Linked DNA regions of Cricetulus griseus: region 2 is linked to region 1. The links are chromatin contacts, called in public Hi-C maps. All regions are on one chromosome and are shown on one strand. Each heading gives the region's core, a stretch centred on a gene start, on an enhancer-like site or on the middle of the called end of the contact. The rest is flanking DNA. Distances are from core to core; before and after follow the strand shown.

Evidence for each region. Hi-C and Micro-C count contacts between places; a contact is called where the count stands out from the background.
Region 2: a Hi-C map of the CHO-K1 cell line shows a contact between it and region 1, with 4 times the contacts expected there. The contact joins the promoter of Ugcg here to the enhancer-like site in region 1. A contact is called at or near these places in 2 of 8 Hi-C or Micro-C datasets (both in the CHO-K1 cell line).

The regions. Positions count from the first base shown.
Region 1 is chr2:84,501,024-84,505,347 of CriGri-PICRH-1.0, forward strand. All of the region lies in intron 17 of Susd1 (sushi domain-containing protein 1), which reads left to right. Among named protein-coding and RNA genes, the nearest start is that of Susd1, 120 kb to the left of the region's middle. Within about 2 kb of position 2,113, at least 6 of the 6 cell types and tissues checked have open chromatin away from gene starts, as enhancers often do. A contact at or near this core is called in the CHO-K1 cell line, where this site is marked.
Region 2 is chr2:84,637,930-84,642,456 of CriGri-PICRH-1.0, forward strand. It overlaps Ugcg (UDP-glucose ceramide glucosyltransferase), which reads right to left and starts at 1,944. Exons shown (of 9, transcript NM_001246692.1): 1 at 1,847-1,944. The coding sequence starts at 1,944.

The DNA of each region.
Region 1 (4,324 bases), core at 863-3,362:
TCCCGTTACAGGAGTTCAGGTTTCCCCTTTCTCTCCCAGCCTGCCTGCTGCCACCTGACTCACTTCTGAAGTATATTACTCATTTTTGTATTTCCTTTGGTGGCTTCTCCAGGCTCTTCCATTGCCTTCCAGCCTTGGTTTGACAACAACACACTTTCTGATGACTACTTCTGTCATTCTGCTCCATTCATGCTCCATTCAGATGGGTGTCCTAGCTATTCTCCGTCTTTTTATATAAGGACCTTGCTCACACAATGACTTGATGACTCCCACCCTAATACCCTGTTAGCTATATGTGACTTGCTGCTTGTTGCCGTCCATCTGCTCAAGATGAAAACCAAACCCTCTTCCCGAAGCTCTTCAGAACTCCTTAGGGCCACACCTTCCTCTCTCTTTTCCTTTAGCGGTTCTCCCACACTGAAAAGCAGCTGGCAATTATCTTTTTCTTTGAGGTTTCAAACACTTGTAGAGAATATTGAAACAAACAAACAAACAAACAAAAACTGGATCATTGCCTGGCATACATTAGATAGTCACAGTGCCTTGAACCCAGCAGGTAGGCAGCCATCAGTTTTTTTTTTATGAAGAATGAAGCACTTAGTTAATATTTGTCAAATTAAATAAACAGAGAAAAATAGCAAGATACAAGTTTACGGTGAGTATGCAGGTGTACAGTCAGCCAGCTGTCTCCGCATCTGTGGAGTCCATCAGCTGCAGATGAAATATTCCAGAAAACAACAGCAGCTGTGCTGAAAATAGGCTGGCCTTTTCCCTTCTCATTATTCCTAAAACAATATGCTATGTGCATAGCATTTGCATTGTTCTCACCATTCTAAGTAATCCAGAGACAAATAAAAAGTACAAAATAAGCTGTAGACAGGTTATGTTCAAACACACTTCATGGGAGGCTTTAATATTAAAAAATTCTGATATCTTAGGGGAGGATTTTCTGGAATAAATCCCCTAGGGATATTGGGGATTTCTCTCTCTCTCTCTCTCTCTCTCTCTCTCTCTCTCTCTCTCTCTCTCTCTCTCACACACACACACACACACACACACACACACACACACACACTAAAACACCCCCAGAGTTGTGGTGAGTAGAATTATAAGGTAGTCTCTCACATTGATGGACCCTGGTGATTCATTCAAAGGCTATTCTAAGTGATGCTATGGGGAGGCATTTTGAGGTTGAGTCTTCAGCAAAGTGAGTATTCCAATAGTCCTAACCTATCACACAAGCCCTTGAACCTGGGTCTACAGGTCAGGGACTAGGAAAAGCCTAAGACTGAGACGGGTTTGACACCAGGAGTTAGTTTCCTGCTAATGTTGAAAAGCCACATGGCAAGGGAGGAGAAAAGAGCCTTTGCTGACAGATCATAAGAAAACAAGGACCATAGATAGTTCTGTAGCTTCAAGGGGCTGAATTTAGCTGACAGTGAGAATGAACTTGAGAGCAGATTCTTCCCCAGAGCCTCCAGAAGGAAAGGCAGGGCTTTCAGCACACGGAGACCAGCGCTGTAAAGGTGCTGAGTTGAGAACCTGTCAGAGTGTATCTGAACCCGGAACCACAGAACAGCTGTGAGCGAATCATTGGACGAATGCAGTATTGTTGCTGCTTTATCAAACATTAATTACCTGTGAATTTATTTCCCGCTTTGCTCCCCTTTTCTAAACCCCCCCACCCCCACTGCAGGGAGCTCAAATAGGAAGACTGGAGAATAACAAAGATAGGTCAAACACTGAATCCTCACTCTTGTTCTCCCATGTTCAAAGTGAAGCACCAACTGCTCTCTGCACATGTATGACCCAAGCCAACCTGAGTCATGGTGCCAATTTATTTGTACTATTTGATGGCAACAGTTGCTTTCAGGAAATGACCATATACCTGTGTACAGTTCTGAAAACAACATGTCCACACCCAGAGGAAGTCGTCAAGGTTGTCCCAGGGTCTAACTTCCTCTTCAGCACCTGTGGTCTCTCAGTGAAGGATTAAAGAGAGGCCGTTTACTGTTTACTCGCTGAGCAGAGAGCCTCTGTGGAGAAGAGGGTTACGGTTCAAAGCTATTTACTTTCTCTCAGAATGACTAACACAGCACATGACTCACTCAGCTGAGTTTCCAAGAGAATAGTCTACAGATGATTCAGAAGGGAAATAAAAGGTCCCACAGCATGAGACTGTGGAAGGGAGGGGAGCCAGAGAATGGCAAGACCATAAAAATACTATAATTCAAATTGGCCACTTGTAAATTTTATTAGTAAGGCATTCTCAGAGGAAGAAGCCATGTGGCTACACCCCCTGAGTGTGCTTAGACTGAGAGTTTGTATACAGAGTGAACTGAAAAAACCTGTCACCAAGAACTTGAATCATGCTGGGAGCCCAAGTCCAAATTATGCTATGCAAATAAATCAAATTTATGCATGTATCTGTGTCTGTGAGTGTGTGCCGTTTGAGTGTGGTACCCTCAGAGGTGAGATGAGAGTGTCATGTTCCCTGGAGCTGAGGTACAGCTGACGGTGAGCTGCTGGGCTCTTACTCACTCACGTCATCCACCTCACCAGGCCCAGAGACCATTTTTCAATAATAATGTCTATAGCGAGGAATAGCTGGACCCACTGCTGAGGCAGACACTGCAGGTGGATGGTCAGGGAAGCTGGGTTCCTCAGCTCCTGCTCTGCCTCTGTCCTTTTGGATTGTGAGGGGGTAAGGTCTTTCTACCTATAAGAACCCCATCAGAGCAGTTTCACACAATTTTCAAATAAGACAGATAACCAAGTGCAGATGACCTTTGTGAGATCTGGAAGAGAAGTCTAGGGCTGGGGAGTGGACAAGGACTTTGTACAAAGGAGGCGCCACCAAAAGTGTTCCTGAAGATAGCTTGAGGTCAAGGGCAGGCCAGATCTTCAGGTGATGGCTTGGCTCTCTGATAGCAACAGTGACAGTGATTCTAGTGAGTCAGCACAGAGCATGAGATCACTTAGGTGTCTCTCCTTTCCTTCTTCCACAGACTCACTCCCTGGCCAAGGAAGTAGGGTGGAAAACTGTGTGTTTTGACTTCTGTTAACAGTTAACAACACCCCTGTGGACACATTGGTTTGGGCAGGCTGTATATGGGCCTAGAAATGGGCGGGATAACGATGCAAAGCTGACGTCGCCTCACTAGTAACTCCTGATGAACAAATAGCAAATCCAGAACCCACACAGCGTGAACTCCAGTACATGTTTTTATTTATCAAAGATTAAAATGTGCAGGAAGCACATAGTGAAAATACTGATAACGAGAACTAGAGAGGAGGAAGGGTTAGCTGCATGGCGTACTCAGTGAAAGTGCCAGCCCTCACCCCCACCCCATCTCCAATGCTGAATGCTCACTCCCTCCCCCATCTCTCTTTCTCATACTTACACCTTTGTTTGTTTTTGTTTTGTTTTGAGACAGGATTTCTCTGTGTAGTCCTGGCTGTCCTGGAACTCGATTTATAGACCAGGCTGGCCTTGAACTTATAGCTCTGCCTGCCTCTGCCTCTCAAGTGCTGGGATTAAAGGCAGCATTTTCTCTTACAAACCTAAAACTTCACTAATAGTGCAAATGGAGCTTTTTAGCCCTACTAATGGCAGTTTCGTGTATATAAAATACATGCTTTTGAATGTAGTTAAGTTTATAAGGCTCCCAATTTAAATATAGTTAAATAATTTATTAAATAATTAAATGATAAATATTATTTAATTAAAATTAAATAATTTTAAATAATTATATTTAAAATAAATATATCAAACAATTCTCACCCACTTTAATAGTATATAAATAACAACATTTTTCAGTTATTTTATATTTCAATTTAAGTATTTACTGAATTTTTTGTTGGTAATATAGAATAAGCTTTAGTGATCAAAATCACTTTATACTAATTAGCCACTTTTTTTCTCCTTCCCAGTTATAGAATAATGGTAACAATAGTTAACAGTAGCGGACATTTGTTGATTGAATGCTAGGTGGCTGGTGCTGTGTGGCAAATCATTATTTCTCACAGTAACCCTGGAAGGTGGGTACTGTTGTTACAGTTTCCATGTGCTTAGAGTATCCCTCAGAGTGAAAACATAAACACACAGTGGTTGATGAGCTGAAGTTCCACTGGTAGAGAGGGGTGGTGTTGAGATAAAGACTTGGACATCATCATTCCAGTGTTCAACTGTGAAATGGCTTGATGGAGTTGGCTTTGTTCTAGCATATTCTTCCCAACATTCTACTGTCTTTGTGTCTGATGATCAAGTCTACCCATATATAAGATACAAATAACTTTCAATTTCCCCATTGCTCCTCTTTCC
Region 2 (4,527 bases), core at 694-3,193, 140 kb after region 1:
CAGGAAAAAGTTAAGAAATACAAATAAAATCATTACAATGCTGCTTAATAAACTGGAATCAACTGAATTTCTTATCGGTAACAACAAATAAATATTAATAGCTCATAAGCTAAAATGCTATGCATCTAACTCAAACATTGAAGAGAGCTCACACATTTGTTGATATGGAAAAGACAAGGATCAGGTCACTTTGAAGGCAAAGTTCCCTATGAGCAGTAGCCTGGAGTATTTGGTTCTTTGTGCCTACTTCTAGCACCTAGAACAGTGCCTTGCACTGCTTCTCAAAAACCACTCACTAAGTAGGTGAGATTTTAAAACAGCCATGGTATATACTCACTCATATATGGATTTTAGACCTAGAGCAAAGGAGTAGCAGCCTACAATCCACACCGACAGTCATGACTTGGTTTCCTCTCTCCCCCTTTGCCTGCCTTCTTCATATAAAAAAAATATATAATGGGGAATGTAGGCACAAAAAGTTAACAGGGTAATATTTTTGTATATGTTATAACTGTCTTCTTTATTCCTTTCTGTACTGTCTAAATTTCTTATATAGTAACTATTTTTTAAGAGCCTGTGTGGTTACAATAAATACAGCTTAAAAATTATAAAAGTCAGCAATGTCATACTGCCCGAGGTATGTTTTCTTTCACTTTCAAAAAAAACAAAACAAAACAAAAAAGTGTCAGCTTATCTTGTACAAGTGTCATCTTACTCGGTATCAGGAAATGGCACACCGAACAGAGAAAGGCATATCATTTCTATTGGGGTAAATGCATCTAAAAGTAACATCCTATTCTACCCTATTCCTACTCCCCCGACCCAGGATAAACCGCCAAGTGAGTTCATCTCTACACATTTATTTCATTTATTTACATAGACTTCATTTTAAAGATATTTCATTGAAGGATCACTGATATCATGTCTCTCCACTCCTTCACCCTGTTCTGTTTTATTCACCCTGTTCTGCTTTATAGGACATAACCTTTTTTTGGATTTTTTTTTTTTTATCATGTTTCATCCTTCTAGAAGGTAAGCTTCTCGAGGGCAGGAGTTTTGCTCTGCTGTCATCTCTGTGTCCTTAGTCCAATACTAGGTGGTATCTAGTAGGCCTTGGGAGCTACCTGTCAAATGAAAATTTCTATTTGGAGGGCAGGAAGAATACAACTCTAAACAAGCCAATAAATAAAGAATTAAGTAAGAAAGACGAGAGAAGAGAGAAAAGAGAGACAGGAGAGAGAGAGAGAGAGAGAGAGAGAGAGAGAGAGAGAGAGAGAGAGAGAGAGAGAGAGAGAGAAAGTAAGTCATACTGAAATGCCACTCTGATAGGACTGAAAGCTGTACACAGACTGGCTCCGAGACGTTTTTCCAGGCGGGCAGGTGCTCCACACCTATGTAAGCATACAGCTCTTCCAGGAAGGAGAAAACCCACAGGGACGTCTCAGGGTGGTGGTGAGCAGCTCCCGGAAGAGTGCTAAGGACCATCACCATAAGAGACGTGGCCCGCGCGGAGGGAGGGGGAAACCCCACAATACACCATACATCTTGGCCCTGATGTAAAAAAAGATCACACGAATCCCCTACACAATCAGACCAAGCAGGAAACCCTCCACCAGACACAGAAGCAGGCTCCTTCCCTAGGGCTCTGCAGTCGCCTGCAACCCAGAAGCCCTGTCGCGACACCAGCGCTATTCCCTCTCCAGGACCCCGCGCCGCACCGCCCCAAGGAGACCAAGGCGGGGGACGGTTTGAGGATCAGCTTTCTCTACCCCCGGAACCCGCTACCCTCCACGGCGCACACGCCTGCCAGCTTCGCTGGTCCCCAGGCCCCGACCCTCCAACTCACGTGTAGATGATGGACATGAAATGCATCAGCCACAGCACCACGAAGAGCACGAAGCCGAACAAGGCCATTCCCTCCTGGGCCAGGTCCAGCAGCGCCATCCCCCGGCCCGCTGGCCCGGCCCGGCCCGCTCCGGCCGCCGCGGACAGCGCTGCCGCGGGAGGAGGACGCGGGGGCTGCCGGGTGCGGGGCGCGGGCCGCGAGTGGAAGGTGGGAGAGGAAGGGCCGGCGGGGCGGCGGGGGCGTGCGGACGGAAGGGGCGGGCAGGGCCTGCGCGCCCCTGGCCGCTGAGCGCGCGCTCGGCACCGCGCGCTCCTCAACGTGCGCGCGCTGGGGGGCTGCGGGCGCAGCGCTAATCTCGCTGCGCGCTCTAGGCGGCCGTTGCCGCGCGCTCGGGCTCCTGTGGTCCAGACCCTCCCGACTGCCGCCGCCGCAGCCGCCGACCCGCTCGCTTGCTGCTGCTTCGCCTTCTGATCCGAACCCGCTGCCGGCGCCCGAGTCCCGGCACTGTGCGGTCCGCCCCGCCCCGCCCTCCGAAGCCCGCTGCCCGCCCCCCGGGGCGGCGCCCTCGCGCCTTGGTGCCCGCCCGCGCGCCCACGGGCGGAGCTGCCCCCGCGTGCTCGCCGCCCGGCAGTCACCAACCGCTGCTGCCACCCGCGCCCGTGCCCGCGCCCGCGCTCGCGGGTTCAATCTCCGTGTGCTCCCCGCACCGTCTCTAAGCAGCACGCGCCGCCTCTACACTTTCTCTTGGCCAAATCCGGAGGAGCCAAGAAGAGACTGTGTTATTTCAGGAATTCCCCAGGCTCAGAACTGGAAGAATCCCTTGATGCTGGCTGGAATCGCCCAAGATTGTGCGTCCACTAGGGCAGCTGAATGTAACTTGGCGAAGATGTAACCAAGAGAGTTAGGGAAATGTAGCCAGTTCAAGCAGGGCTGGGCTGTTACTATTGCCAGTACGGCGCGGAAGCCGACAAACCATCTCATTCATAAATCTCGTGTTATTTGAGGGAAGAATAGATTTTGGATATACTGGGTTAAATTACGTTACATTTTTTAAGGCTGTTAAAATGTTGCTAGGACTTAAACGTTTAATTACACGTGTACACGATGCTGAAATGGGGGAAATAAGGCTTGGCACTGTGTGGGAAGCCTGTATGTAGCCCAGTTACTTCTGGGACTGAGGCAGGAGGATTACCTGCACTTGAACATACATGTTCCAGGCCAGGCTGGGCAGATTCAGTGAATCCCTGTAGTGGAAAAACAAAACAGTATCCTAATTTTAAATCAGTCCTGGGAGAGGCTGGTAGTAATGTTTCCATTTGTTTCTTCAGCCTGGATACATTTATATTATTTAAGATTGTTCTCCCTCCATTGACCTCCCTCTATTGATGGTAGTTAATAATTGGGCAGCCTCAACTCCTCACTGGTGTGCACGCCTTTAATCCCACCATTTAGGAGCTAGAAGCAAAGAGACTTATGTGAGTTCGAGGCCAGCCTGGTCTACAAAGTTACACAGAAAAACTCTGTCTTGAAAAATCCAAATAAAATAAAATAATTGGGCAGCCTCAATCAATGATTTACATGATACATAAACTACAATTAGCTGGGCGTTGGTGGCACACACATTTAATCCCAGCATTCGGGAGGTGGAGGCAGGTGGATCTCTGTGAGTTCTACAGAGTGAGTGCTAGAACAGGCTCCAAAGCAATACAGAGGAACCCTGTCTCGAAAAACAAACCAACCGCCCCCCCCCCAGAAAAACCAAAAACCAAACCAAACCAAAACAAAAACAAAAAACCTACAATTACAAGAATTTAGGGTTTGCAATGTCGCGGTTCTGCTGGTGTAAAATCAGCAAGAAAGAATCATACTTAAAAATTAATTTCGAATTGTTGAGAGTTACTTGTTGATAGTTATAGCAGGATGGAATCCACACATGGAAATAGTAGCACATGCTTTTAAATGCCACGATTGTGATTAATCAATTCTAAGACCCAATTTTGAAGAATTCTTGAAGCATTTTTACGATTCCAAAATGGAAATGCATCTCATACTCAGTGGCATCGTACAAATAAAATAATAGGCCAGCTTTCTTTTTCTTAAAATGTGCTTGTTATGGGGGCTGGAGAGATGGCTCAGAAATGGTCCTCTTCCAGAGGAGCCCGGTTTAATTCCCACATGGCAGCTCACAACTGTCTAACTCCAGTTCCAGGGATCTGGCACCCTCTCACAGACATACATGCAGGCAAAACATTAATGCACACAAAATAAAAATAAATCATTAAAAAATAAAGTGTATGTGTTAGTGGTATACAAAACAATACTGCTTGTTATCAGTACTCCCTTGGACTTGGTCAATAGCATGAATTGCTCAATTTGTGCATTTTGTTGCATATTTCATTTTTCCAAATCTTTCCTGGACCCTTACAGTAAAATATTCCATATGCTACAGTGGGCAGCACAGAGGGCCAAAGAAAATTGGTGTAATTTGGTATAACCTAATAAAGATGAACTATGTTGCACTTCATCTTGGTTAAATTTAGTCTATTCAAATCTGGCTGTCAAACAATAGCCCCAGGTTCAGCTGTTAAGAGCACTTGCTATTCTTTCAAAGGACCCCTGTAGGAAATGCATGCTGTGCCCATGGAGGACAGAAGAGGGCGTCTGGTCCCCCATCTGGTCCC